Linked DNA regions of Sus scrofa: regions 1 and 2 are each linked to region 3. Evidence: chromatin contacts called from public HiChIP or PLAC-seq data. All regions are on one chromosome and are shown on one strand. Each heading gives the region's core, a stretch centred on a gene start, on an enhancer-like site or on the middle of the called end of the contact. The rest is flanking DNA. Distances are from core to core; before and after follow the strand shown. Region 1 overlaps NRDE2 (protein NRDE2 homolog). Region 2 overlaps CALM1 (calmodulin 1). Region 3 overlaps TTC7B (tetratricopeptide repeat protein 7B).

Region 1 (4,299 bases), core at 165-2,664, 420 kb after region 3:
TAAGCAGGGTTAGAGGATTTAGGGGCTTATTAAAATAGATAAAATAAGCTACTTACCCTGCTCTTTATAGCTATTATCTGCAAAATTCCTCTAGGGTTGACTCTTCTGCCCTCTGCTGGCCACCAGGTAGTATTGAATTTTAACACCCAAAGTTCTGACCCTTTAACTGCAGGTTGCACACACCAGGCTGTATTACTTAAATAGTGTCTGGTAGGAGTTCCCATCGTGGCTCAGTGGTTAACAAACCCGACTAGCATCCATGAGGACGCAGCTTCGATTCCTGGCCTTGCTCAGTGGGTTAAGGATCTGGCATTGCCATGAGCTGTGGTATATGTTGCAGATGCAGCTCAGATCTAGCATTGCTGTGGCTGCGGTGTAGGCCTGTGGCTATTGCTCCGATTCAGCCCCTAGCATGGGAACCTCCATATGCTGTGGGTGCAGCCCTAGAAAGATAAAAAAGACAAAAAAAAAAAAAAAAAAAGTAAAATCTCGTGGTCACCTTCGTTTGGAGACGAGCATTTGAAGTATGTAAGCCTTGTTTATAGAGGTTTTGGTTGGAAAGCTGGATATGTTCATTTGGGGGCACCTATGGCTTTGGTAAAATCCTGATTTGTTTCCCGGTTCAGAGAGTCTAAGCGTTTACCGAAACACATGACGAAGGAAGGCAGCCTAGACGCTGTAGGACAAAGGGATTGCTTTAACCCCACAGAGCACTTGGAGTCATTCTTGTCTTCTTACCTTTAGGTCATTTGGTGTCTGCACACTAAAAACAAGAAGAGATTAAAGTCACAAGGAAAGAACTGCAAAAAACTAGCCAAGAATCTCCTTAAGGAGCCAGACAACCGCAACAATTTTTGCCTCTGGAAGCAATATGCGCACCTGGAGTGGCTGCTCGGCAACACAGAAGATGCCAGAAAAGTTTTTGATACAGCACTCAGCATAGCAGGGAGCAGAGAACTGAAGGACCACGAGCTCTGTGAGCTGAGTCTCCTCTATGCTGAGCTGGAGGTGGAGCTGCTGCCTGACATGAGAGGGGCCGCTACAGCCCGAGCTGTCCACATACTGACCAGACTGACCGAGAACGGGCCCTACGGGCCTTACACGGGGCAGGTCTTGGCTGTTCACATTTTGAAAGCTCGGAAGGCTTATGAGCACGCGCTGCAGGACTGTTTGGGGGAGGGCTCTCTCTCCGATCCAGCTCCCCCTGATTCCTCCAACCGCCTGGTTAGCTTGGTTAAATGCTTTATGCTTTTCCAGTATTTGACCACTGGGATTGATGCTGCTGTGCGGATATATGAGCAGGTGTTTGCGAAACTCAAGGGCTCTGTGTCCGCCGAGGGCTGTGGCCTGGAGGGCAGCTCGAGCCCTCGGAGCCTGAGCGGTGTCCTCGAGGCTGCCGCCCTGATGCACACGAGCCTGCTCAGATTCCACATGAAAGTCAGCGTCTACCCTCTGGCTCCTCTGCGAGAGGCTCTCTCGGAGGCTCTAAAGTTGTATCCTGGCAACCAGGTTCTTTGGAGGTCATATGTACAGATTCAGAATAAGTCCCACAGTGCCAGTAAGACCAGAAGATTCTTCAACACAATGACCAGGTCTGCCAAACCCTTGGAGCCATGGTTGTTTGCAATTGAAGCTGAGAGAATGAGGAAAAGCCTGGTGGAAACCGTGCAGAGGTAATGATGGAGCGTTTTGTTCATGTGTCCACAAACCATTAAGCAATGCTTGCCGGTTGCCTGCTGCCTGCCAGGCCTCAGGAATGCAGAAACGAGTGTGGGCCAGGCCCTGGAACACCTGCTGTGGGTGGGCTCAAGGGCGTAGAATAACTCACTGAAAAAGTAATTAGAGACTTGCCAGCAGCAGCAGTTTTCGTTAGAAGCTTTTGTGGCTTTCTTCCTAGACTGCGCCTTTTGGGATCCTGAATGTAGCTTATGGTGCCTGAGTGGGGACTGCCAGGGCTTCAGGTGTCCGAGAAGCTGTAGAAAAGCATAGTGGCCAAGAACGTGGGCTCTGGAGTTGGAATCTGGGGTCAAATCCAGCTCCTCCACATACCAGCTGTGTGATCTGGCCAAGTCTCTCATGTCTGTGGAAGGTTCCTTTTCTGCAAAATGGGAATAATTTAGAGAACCTACCTCAGAGAGTTGCTGGCGGGGGGGGGGGGGGGAAGTGCTGAGCGCAAAGTAACAAAGTACTAGCCTCTGCTGTCATGACTGATGGTAACAGTGGCATGTTTTAAGTGTCATCCTTTGATACAGTAGTTTATCTAAAGGCTAAATGATAGGCTTGGGAACATATTAGCTAAGGTATCGTGATTCCTTCCAGAATCTTTATGGTTATAAATTGACTGTTCAGAATTGCTTCTGGATAGTATTTCAGTTTACTTTTTTTTTTTTTTTAATTTCTTGCATGAGGTTTTATTTAGTCTGCTTTCAGTTGAAAGGTGTTTCCTTCCCATACAGTAAAATTTGCATTCTGCTGATGAGAAGGTCGGTTTTCCTTAGAAAACCGAGAAGCAAGGAGTTTGTGAGCCTTCTAGGCAGACTCAGCGTGGTGGAGGCACCACAGAACCATGGATGCAGGCTTCTTCCGGCCCTGGAAGAGCCACAGCGTACCCGTACCTGCCCCCAGCACCCTCAGATTGGGGGACAGCACCAGTCCAGTTGTCACTGGCGTTTGCTGTACTTGCGGATCTCTTCCTACTGCGGTGTAGGGATGAGAGCTGTCTCGGAGTGATGGTGCCTTTGTCTCGTAGGGTGGACGGGAGAGAGGTCCATGCCACCATTCCCGAGACCGGCCTGACACACCGGATCAGTGCCCTGTTTGAACAAGCATTGCGGAGTGACCACGGCAGCCAGTGCCCCTTATTGTGGAGGATGTATTTGAAGTTTTTGGTAAGTTTTTGTCTCTCTGTCCTCCTTCCTAAGTGCGATGTGTAGGTGGCCAGTAGCCATTGCACTGGGGACTGGGAGGCTTCCCCCTACACCTCGGCCTTGGCTCATCCTGGGGGGTCCTGGTGGAATGACATCAGGACTTGGAAGGGGTCGCATGTTGCCTCTTGCACCGGAGGCTTTGATAGAGTGACAGGAGGGTGCCGGGACCAGGTGGTGCAGCAGGACGTCGAGGGACTTTCTCTGAGTCGACTTTGTTGAGTCAACAGCTTGGAAATAGTCTAAGAGCTTTCATCTGAAAAAGACCTAAACTCGTTGCTGTTCTGCTCATAAGAATTTTCAGGTCTTGGAGTTATTGTTGTGGCTCAGTAGGTTAAGAACCTGACATAGTGTCCGTGAGGATGCAGGTTTGATCCCTGGCCCTGCTCAGTGGGCTAGGATCTGGTGTTGCCATGAGCTGTGGTATCGGCCGCAGATGAGGCTTGGATCCCGAATTGCTGCGGCTGTGGTGTAGGCCTACAGCTGCAGCTCTGATTCAGCCCCTAGCCTGGGAACTTCTGTATGTTGTGGGTGTGGCCCTAAAAAGAAAAAAATTTAGAAAAAATTTTTTTCAGCATTCCTGTTGTGGCCCAGCAGTTAACAAATCTGACTAGCATCCATGAGGACACAGGTTTGATCCCTGGCCTTGCTCAGCGGGTTAAGAATCCAGCGTTGCCATGAGCTGTGGTGTAGGTCACAGACGTGGCTCAGATCCTGCGTGGCTGTGGCTGTGGCATAGGCCAGCAGCTACAGCTCCACTTCAGTGCCTAGCCTGGGAAGCTCTGTATGCCATAGGTGTGGCCCTAAAAAGCAAAATTAAAAAAAAATTTTTTTAATTTTTTTTGAAGGTCTTAGACAAAAAAAAAAAAAAAAAGGGGGGGGGGAGTTCCCGTCGTGGCGCAGTGGTTGACGAATCCGACTAGGAGCCGTGAGGTTGCAGGTTTGATCCCTGCCTTTGCTCAGTGGGTTGATGATCCAGTGTTGCTGTGAGCTGTGGTGTAGGTCGCAGACGCGGCTCAGATCCCACGTTGTTGTGGCTCTGGTGTAGGCCAGTGGCTACAGCTCCAATTAGACCCCTAGCCTGGGAACCTCCCATATGCCGTGGGAGCGGCCCAAGAAAAGGCAAAAAGACAAAAAAAAAAAAAAAAAATTTTTTTTTTTTTTGCAGGTCTTGATTCGGTTTTGTTGTTAAAAGATAGGATTGATCTAGCTCTATCTAGAATGTGGTTTTTAAAATAGATGTTTCCAAAGCAGCTTTGATTTTACTTAAAAATACTACAGCGATTGAATGTGGTAAGGTGCCATTTAGTTTTGTTAATGTGTTGTGCAGGCTGAAAGGTGGGCTTCACAGAGTCTGAATTGGCTTTGCCTTTGA
Region 2 (4,003 bases), core at 988-3,487, 300 kb after region 3:
AGACTCCGAGGGATACGGACAGCAAAGTATTTCTGTCTCCTATAGGGCAACTTCAAGGGATTGAAAAGGAAAAGAGTAACCGCCAGCTGAAGGGATATTAAGACACATTCGTGGAATCGAGTCACTGCCAAAAGGATAAATGTATTTCAGGATATACAGTAATTAATTCAAATGTTTAAAATAATTGAATGAACGAAGAGCAGACCTGACCAAATTTACATTCTTGGTTTAGGAAGAAGTTCCCAGTATGCTGAGGGGCTGCTAATATGCTGCTACTCCGACGGGCCACAGCAGCACGAGGCCTGCTGGACGGCCACGCGTTACAATATGGTTACAAGTACAGTCAGACATGCATTTATAAAGAGAATATAAAAATATGTACAGTAGCTAATTTTCAATGTGTCGTTAAGTTGCCGAAAGACATCAATTAAAGTGTGCAAAAGTTCGTTTGTCAAAAAATCAGAAAAAGCCTTCCTTGGCAACAGTGCATCGAAAGCCCATCTGAAATCAAGATACATTTGCCTTGCTCAACACCTACCCCAAACAGATGGAGAACAAAACTATGAAAGTGTGTGCCAAGTACTCAGCAGTTTTTTATGGCAAGTCTCAGGCTCAAGCGGGATGCCAGTTAAACTAGTCACTTTATAGATATAAATATATGTATATATTGATAGAGCAGTTAGAAGTAGGGCGAGAGTTTACAGGAAGGTGCTGACCAACTTTCAGATGCTGTCACAGCATCCAGCTAGCTCCTCTCACAAACCCCCACGGGCTGCAAACACCCAAGCCCTGGGCTGGTCGTCCTCTCAAAGCCCAGAGAGAAAGGCTACCGTGGACTGGACGTCCCCCTCTGTGCAGAACTGGAACTTAGCATCTCCTGGGGGAAAGGCTTCTGGTTCCCATACAGGATCCTGGCCATTCAAGAATCTGGTTTCACAGGTAGTCTCTTAGGGAGTTCCCATTGTGGCTTGGTAGTAATGAACCCAACTAGTATCCATGAGGTTGCGGGTTCGATCCCTGGCCTTGCTCAGCGGGTTAAGGATCCGGCGTTGCCATGAGCTGCAGCATAGTCAGACACGGCTAAGATCTGGCATTGCTGTGGCACAGGCTGGCAGCTGCAGCTCCGATGCGACCCCTAGCCTAGGAACTTCCATATGCTGCCCGTGCAGCCCTAAAAAGTGGAAAAAAAAAAAAAAATCCCCAAAAACAAATGTAGGTTTTTAGGAAAGACTGCAGGACCACTAAAATGGAGTCCACCAAGCTTCCAGGAAAAAAAAAATGGTGAAAGGGTAAGACAAAAGGCAAGGGTTTTTAAAAAACAAGCAAAATCCTCAACCCTATTTAAAACTACCAAGAGGTCATGGGCCACAGGCCTAGGACTGGGTCAACAGTCAGGCTACTTCATCTCCCTGCAAGAAACATCCAACCAGAACCAGAAACGCCAGTCCTATCTCACCAGAAGAACCCCCGAGGTATTTGGAGATGTTCCTTCCAGATTCGGGGAGTTATGAAAAGCCAAGCCTAGCTCATGACGTCAACTCCTCCACCAACCATCAGTCTAAGGACCAGCAGCAAAGGCAGGTGGGTGGGCTCCTCTCCACTGCTCTGACCCACCCCTCTGGCGAAAACTAATGAGCTGTAAAATGCCAGAGAGACAAGGAGTAGGAGAGGGAGAAGCCGAGGGTCTCTGCAAATTGGCCCCGGATGCACCCATTTGGCTGCCAAGAGCTTCTCACTGCCTCACTAGCAGCCTGCCACTGTTCCCTGGCAAATTAAAACCTCCCACACAAACATTCAAAACCCAAATCTCCTGGCTAATAAGATACAACCAGTTAATACCCTGAAAAATGCACATCCAGCCTTCATTTCAAAAAGAGCTCTGCACTAAACTCAACAGGCCTTTAAAGGGACTTTTAAGCAGACCAATCCCACTGCAAAGACCAGGTACCAGCATCTCTTGGTTTGGGTTACAGGTTTATCAAGAAACACAAAATTCCCTGTGGGCTGGAGTTTTACTTTCAAGCTTGGGGGCTAGCACTAGTTTTACTTGGGGGAAAAGAGCCAAGTCAACTTAATTAAAAAAAAAAAAAATGAAAAGGAGTCTAAGGTTAAGTATAATCATAAATTAAAAATTGTGATTCAAAAGGTGACTGGTAGTGTCTTAGGCATGAAGAGACTGGCTTAGAAATTGACTACTGCTTCTACCACACACAGCAAGGATTGAATTACAGACACACTAAATCATGTCTCTTGCACAGATGGTCTCAAGTAGTTACATAAAACAGGTCATCAGCAGCACAACTGATAAGAACCCCTAAATACATGCTTGAGAGAAAGTGGTTTTTTTCCTTCATTAAGAGCTCTACTGCCTGAATAATCATTAAGTTACCAAGATTCACTCCCCCCCCCATGAAAATACAAGTAGACCTACATGTCCATAAATAAGATGGAGCGATCAGTATCTGCTTGGCTTTAGGCAAGGTCTCAGGCTCAGCGGTTGGTGCTGGGATGTTGGGAGGAAACCCAAGGCTGGGCTGTGGGCATTTAAAGGTACACTGGCCTCCCCTCCAACTGCCTTGTCCCCGTTTAGATCTCAGCTTTACAAAGCATTTAACACCACTGTAAGTTAATGGTCTTTTTATTGGAAAAAAAAAAAAAAAAAAAAGACTAGCATTTACAACTTGGAATGGACGTAAATTGTAATTTCTTGAACAGCAATGTTGATGGTTGTGCTGAAGTCCACAGCCACAGCCTACTCTGCTGGCTCCAAGTCAAGGTTCAGAAGGTTTTAAAAACAGAGAGTCCAAAGATGCTCCCTTGATAAAGGTTTCTTTTTAAAAATTGATATGAACGGTGACAGCCTGACACCCATTCCGCTCTAGCACAACGCAGACAATGCTTAAACCAACCCTCGCAGGCATGCCACCAGGGTGTGTCATGGCCACCGTGGGTCGGGGCACAGGGAAGTTACAAGAGGGCCATCCTGCCAATGGGGCCACGCCTGGAGTTTATCCTCCACCCATTTCGCTGCACAGCATCCTGAGGCGCACCAATTTTACATGTCTGTTTTCAGTAAACCAGCTAGGACAATTTATACTAACAAACTGAACTAGAACCCCTTTGAGTAGGTTTTGAATTTGTTTTTTCATTTTTCGTTTTTAATACAAACGCCTGACTGTGCTCAATTGTCAAGCTGCATGCATGAAAAACTGGCCAGCCCAAACAGTGTATTAATCATGAGCAAATGGACCTGCAAGGAGTCCACTAAGTGTTTCCTTATCATTAAGGTAGGACAAGTATTTATATCGGAAAACTGATGTGTAGCTTGATCTTTAGGGGACAGGACCACCAACCAATACATGCAGATTTTTTGTGTGTGTGGACAGAAGGTACTTCTGACATTCAGTTTTGCTATATAGAAACAGAATGAGTAAATGAACTTTTTCTTTTTTTTTTTTTTTTTTTTTGCAAGAGGTAAGTAAAAGATTCAATTTGATTCTTCTAGAGGGGGGAAAAAGGAGTTGAAAGTAGGTCTTCATTTTGCAGTCATCATCTGTACGAATTCTGAAAAGACAAATAATCATAAACTTTCGGTTATCTTCAATAGCAGCTTTAATGAACAGAGCTCTACTCTGCCCAAGGGGGGGGGGAAACATCAGTGAATGTCTATGAAGCGGTGAACTTGTGTACAGATCCTAAAGGGAACGCCAGTGAGCACTAAGCTAAAGAAATGTAGTCTATTACCTTCGTAGTTGACTTGTCCATCTCCATCAATATCTGCTTCTCTGATCATTTCATCTACTTCTTCGTCTGTTAGTTTTTCTCCTAAGTTTGTCATGACGTGACGTAGTTCTGCAGCACTGATGTAGCCATTGCCATCCTGTGAACATCCAGCAGAGGTTACCGACAGGGACTCGCAGCAGCTGGGTGCGGGCAAGTCAGCCACGACGTCGTTACGGCCCTCAAGTTACTGACCACCCTGTGTAGGTCGACAATTCTCCAG
Region 3 (4,032 bases), core at 226-2,725:
ATAATCTTGTCTCCAACTCTTTTACCCACACTCACCTTCAGGCTGGATCATCCTAATTTGTGGACTGTCTTTCAGGTGGTTTTGCTCAGAACTGTCTCCCACGGCTCATTGTCTTTGAAGGTGAGGGCCTCCTTGGGCTTCCTTAATGAATTTTTCTCCCCTGCATTTCATGCTAGCCGCTGTATTTTTCACTCTTCGGGTTTGGGTCTAGGATCTCCTTGGGGCCTAGACTCATACCAAGCTGGCCAGATTATAAACGATCACCTAATATTTTAAAGCCAGGCCTCCTGACTCCTAGCACAGTGCTCGTGCTGCCATCACCCATCCCTTGGCTTCCATCATCTCCAAACCATGTCTGGTGTTCATTTTCTTCCCCCAACTGTTCCTGAGGCTTCAGGAATGAAAAAAGCATCCATATTTGGAAAGCTCAGAGCTCTCTGGGGGCGGGAGCAGAGCACAGACTGTTCTGGGGAGAGGGAGGGTGTGGGAGCTGGCTCTGTCGGCTTTCCCCCAGTCACACTGGGGCTGGTGCAGAAGAGCAGGAAGCCGTGCTGGCCCCTGGCTGGGCCTCCCTGCCCAGTCCCTTGATCCATGAGGCACAGCCTCACAAGAAAGGGAGAGGAACTCAGGTTTCCTAAACTCCTACTATGTGCCAGGTTCTGGAATAATAATAGTAAATTGTTAATAATTGCAACATTAAAAAAACTTTCTGAACACCCACTGAGCACTTGCTTCTTAATGCCCTTCATCCCCACATGGGTACCACCCCCAGTTAAGAGGAGGAGTAAAGGGTGGACCCTCTGTTTTCAGCCCCCAGTTCTTTTTCTCCTTTGCTCTCAGGTGCTTGCTTTGCAGATTAGGGCTGCTGTATCATTTGCATAGGCACTCCAAGGTGCGGAGACTAGCGCCCGCAGCACCACAGAGGCCAAGTCTACCCCGGGGCTCTGTGAGGTGCCTTGGGTTGCATTGAGTGGCTCCCAGAGTTGGTTGGACGTTGCAGGAGGTCTTGAAAACATCCTTCTCCCTTAACAGAGTAGACAACACTCGGGCTTCTTATTTAAACAGTAGGGTTCTTTGGCACGTTCGAAACCGGGAATTTCACATTAGGCCCTGAGCGGGTCGCACTGCGTCTGGGGCCCCACCAACGTGGGATGGAGGGGATTCGCAGGCAGCGGAGACCAACCGACGTTTTCTTGCAGTGCCAGCCTTTGCCGCCAGGGGGCGTGGGAGCCGCGTCTTCGCTGGGAAGCTCGCGTATGCGCAGAGCCTTCCGAGCGGCCTGGGCCCTGAAATTTGGGTCTTTGTGAGATTACGTTGGAGGTCAGGGATCGCAGAAGAAGTGTGAACTTGCCAACCGTCTTTATTAACCTTGGATCACTGAGTCTCCTAAGGGACTCCTGGGCCATTTCTCAAAAGCTGTGCCTGGTGTAGGCAATTACACACACGCCTCGCCGGTTCTCACTCGGCCCGGAGCTGAACCTCTCCTGATGGGCGCCGTTATCGTGCTGTGTGGTCACGGCGTTTACAGAGACTCCCACAGGAGCCCAGTGCGTTCAGCACATTAAGCAGTCAGGGCATGCATCACTTGAAAAGGGAAAGGAATTCTAGGTGTGAATTAGCAGGAGTGGATGTATCTCCATTTTTTTTTCATGAACTGAAAAATCCCTGGTCATAAGGACTATAGAAGCCCAAAGAGAGTTTTCCTAGAGTATTTCTTAGTAATTCCTAGAGTATTCCTTAGAGTCTTTAAGGCACAGAACCCAACCCTGATCTTTATGAATTTTGTATTTGCTAATGACCATGACCTTCTGGGTATCCTGGAGCCTAAGTACAATGTAGTAACAGAAGGATTCTTCCTCCCTGGCAGAAAAACTCTCCAGGCTGGGTCCCAGCTACTGTGGACTTGACCTGGGAGTGAGGTCGCTGGAGCAGGGTTCAGGTTGTCTCTGTCTCTGTGTGACCTTGGGCTAATTATGAACCCTCTCTCTCTAAGCCTAAATGACCTCATCTGCAGAGTAAGAAGAGAAGATTGGCTATCCTTTTTTTTTTCCCCTTTAGAAGCTGTTTTTAATTTTTATTATTCTTTATTTTTTCTTTTTAGGGGTGCACATGTGGCATATGGAAGTTCCTGGGCTAGGGGTTGAATTGGAGCTGCAGCTGCCGGCTTACACCACGGCCACAGCAACACAGAATCTGAGCCGCGTTTGTGACCTACACCACAGCTCATGGCAATGCCGGATCCTTAACCCACTGAGCAAGGCCAGGGATCAAACCTGCATTCTCATGGATACTAGTTGGGTTCGTTACCCCTGAGCCAAAAGAGGGAACTCCAGAAGCTGCTGTTTATATTTTGAAGCCTTGAGATCTCTTTAGGGACAGTGAAAAAAAAAAAGTAGTTTGAGAGAAAACTCTGAATGGAGTGAACGGGGTGGCCGAAGTGGGGCTGGGAGAGTCCTTGCTGAATGCTTTTGCCCGTGTGTAAAACCCAGAAAATGCGGGAGTGCAGTTGTGAGGCCTGCTGGGCATCTGCTGTGTAAGACTCCGGGAACTGTTCATCGTGGATGCAGCCCTCTCGCAGGCCTCCTCCCATCTAGATTTAACGATTCTGCAGACGGTGGCAAGCGAGATGCTGTGTTGCATGTAGCCACTCATCTCAGGTTGCTAGTCAAAGCTTCCTGTTTATATTTAGTTGGTGTAAGAAGAGTAAGAGCCCTCTTATTACCTCTGACCCAAATTCATATTTAAAGTCGGTTGTGTCGGTTCTTTTGGGGGAAGCAAGCAGAGACTCAAAGAGCCCAAAGAAAGTTTGGGGCCCTCAGTGAAGGTCCACTGAGGTGCTTCTTCTTAGTTCTTTCTGTGATACTTTGTCTGTCGCAGTCACTCAACTTCTCATATTGTTTTGGACATGTCTTTCTCCTCCATCCCTCTCGAGGCGGCCCATCTCCAGGGAGAAGACCAGTCCTGCCCTGGGAGGCCCAGCCGTGGTGCTCCGTGAGAATTTGTGGAATGGAGAAAGGAAGGCCCATCTGTTCCCTGGCCGCTCTCATTCCTTGCTGATGTTAGGGCACCCCAGGGCTACATGTTGCATGGTTGGGGTCCCCCTGAGGGTGATGAGTGCACTCTTCTTAGGAAAGAAACTAGAACCAGGACCAGAGTTTACATGGCATCATGTGTCATCAAGGTTGAGGCTCTGCGCTAAGATGTTAACTTGCTTAATTTCGAGTGGCGGGGGTACCGGTGATTGTTACCGTCTTCTCCATGCTTTTCTATATTTTATAGATACTCAGAAACATTGAGGAGCGTTGCCATTCCCTCAGGACTTCCTTACTGTAGCCAGGCAGCGGGCTCAGCCTTGTAATAATCAGTTGGAGCAGGAGCTGTTATTTTCATTTGCTTGATGGGGAAACAGAGGCCCCGAGATATTGAGGAAGTTGCTCAAGGTCATAAAACTAGAAACTGGAGAAGCAAGGATTTGAATCCAAGTCTGTCTGCGCATGTGTATTCATGTATTTTCCATGTGCGTGTATTTTCACTTCTTAGTATTTCACCAAGCAGATTGGGAGTAGTAGATCATAGATGTGATTTGTGGCACAAAGATTAAAAATAACATAACAAAGCATAGGATTACCACCTGACCTGCCAGTTCTATTCTAGGTGTATATCCAAGAGAATTAAAAACGTGTCCATGTAAAAACCAGTACGTGAATATTCGTAACAGCATAATTCATACTATCCAAAAAGTGTGAGCTATCCAAATATTCATGATGGATAAATGACAAATGGATCAATAAGTTGTGTTACATCCACACAACGGAATATTATTTGGCAATAAAAAAAGAATGGAGTGTTTGGAACTGGATAGAGGTGGAGGGTGTCCAATATTGTGAATGTAGTAAATGCTGCAGAATTGTTTACCTTAAAATGGTTCATCTTATATATCGTAAATTTCCCCTCCGTTAAAAAGAGGGAGTGAAGTACTGATACATGCTACAGTAGGTATGAACCCCTGAAACATTGTGCTAAGTGGAAGAA

The links. HiChIP or PLAC-seq counts read pairs in DNA pulled down with a chosen protein or histone mark.
Region 1: an H3K27ac HiChIP or PLAC-seq map of skeletal muscle shows a contact between it and region 3, with 10 times the contacts expected there. The contact joins two enhancer-like sites. A contact is called at or near these places in 9 of 47 Hi-C or Micro-C datasets (alveolar macrophages, blood, brain and 5 more) and 2 of 2 datasets of contacts at active chromatin or transcription factors (alveolar macrophages and skeletal muscle).
Region 2: a contact with region 3 is called in an H3K27ac HiChIP or PLAC-seq map of skeletal muscle. The contact joins two enhancer-like sites. A contact is called at or near these places in 3 of 5 promoter capture datasets (fetal liver, fetal skeletal muscle and liver), 10 of 47 Hi-C or Micro-C datasets (embryonic fibroblasts, fetal heart ventricle, heart right ventricle and 6 more) and 2 of 2 datasets of contacts at active chromatin or transcription factors (alveolar macrophages and skeletal muscle).

Annotation. Positions count from the first base shown.
Region 1 is chr7:112,047,701-112,051,999 of Sscrofa11.1, reverse strand. It overlaps NRDE2 (protein NRDE2 homolog), which reads left to right. Exons shown (of 14, transcript XM_021099603.1): 11 at 745-1,673; 12 at 2,750-2,888. Among named protein-coding and RNA genes, the nearest start is that of PSMC1, 22 kb to the right of the region's middle. Within about 2 kb of position 1,414, at least 9 of the 83 cell types and tissues checked have an H3K27ac peak or open chromatin away from gene starts, as enhancers often do. A contact at or near this core is called in omental adipose tissue and skeletal muscle, where this site is marked.
Region 2 is chr7:112,167,460-112,171,462 of Sscrofa11.1, reverse strand. CALM1 (calmodulin 1) reads right to left here. Exons shown (of 6, transcript NM_001244210.1): 5 at 3,745-3,880; 6 at 1-3,564. The coding sequence ends at 3,536. Among named protein-coding and RNA genes, the nearest start is that of CALM1, 8.6 kb to the right of the region's middle. Within about 2 kb of position 2,237, at least 5 of the 83 cell types and tissues checked have an H3K27ac peak or open chromatin away from gene starts, as enhancers often do. A contact at or near this core is called in skeletal muscle, where this site is marked.
Region 3 is chr7:112,469,729-112,473,760 of Sscrofa11.1, reverse strand. All of the region lies in intron 3 of TTC7B (tetratricopeptide repeat protein 7B), which reads left to right. Among named protein-coding and RNA genes, the nearest start is that of TTC7B, 47 kb to the left of the region's middle. Within about 2 kb of position 1,475, at least 28 of the 83 cell types and tissues checked have an H3K27ac peak or open chromatin away from gene starts, as enhancers often do. A contact at or near this core is called in omental adipose tissue and skeletal muscle, where this site is marked.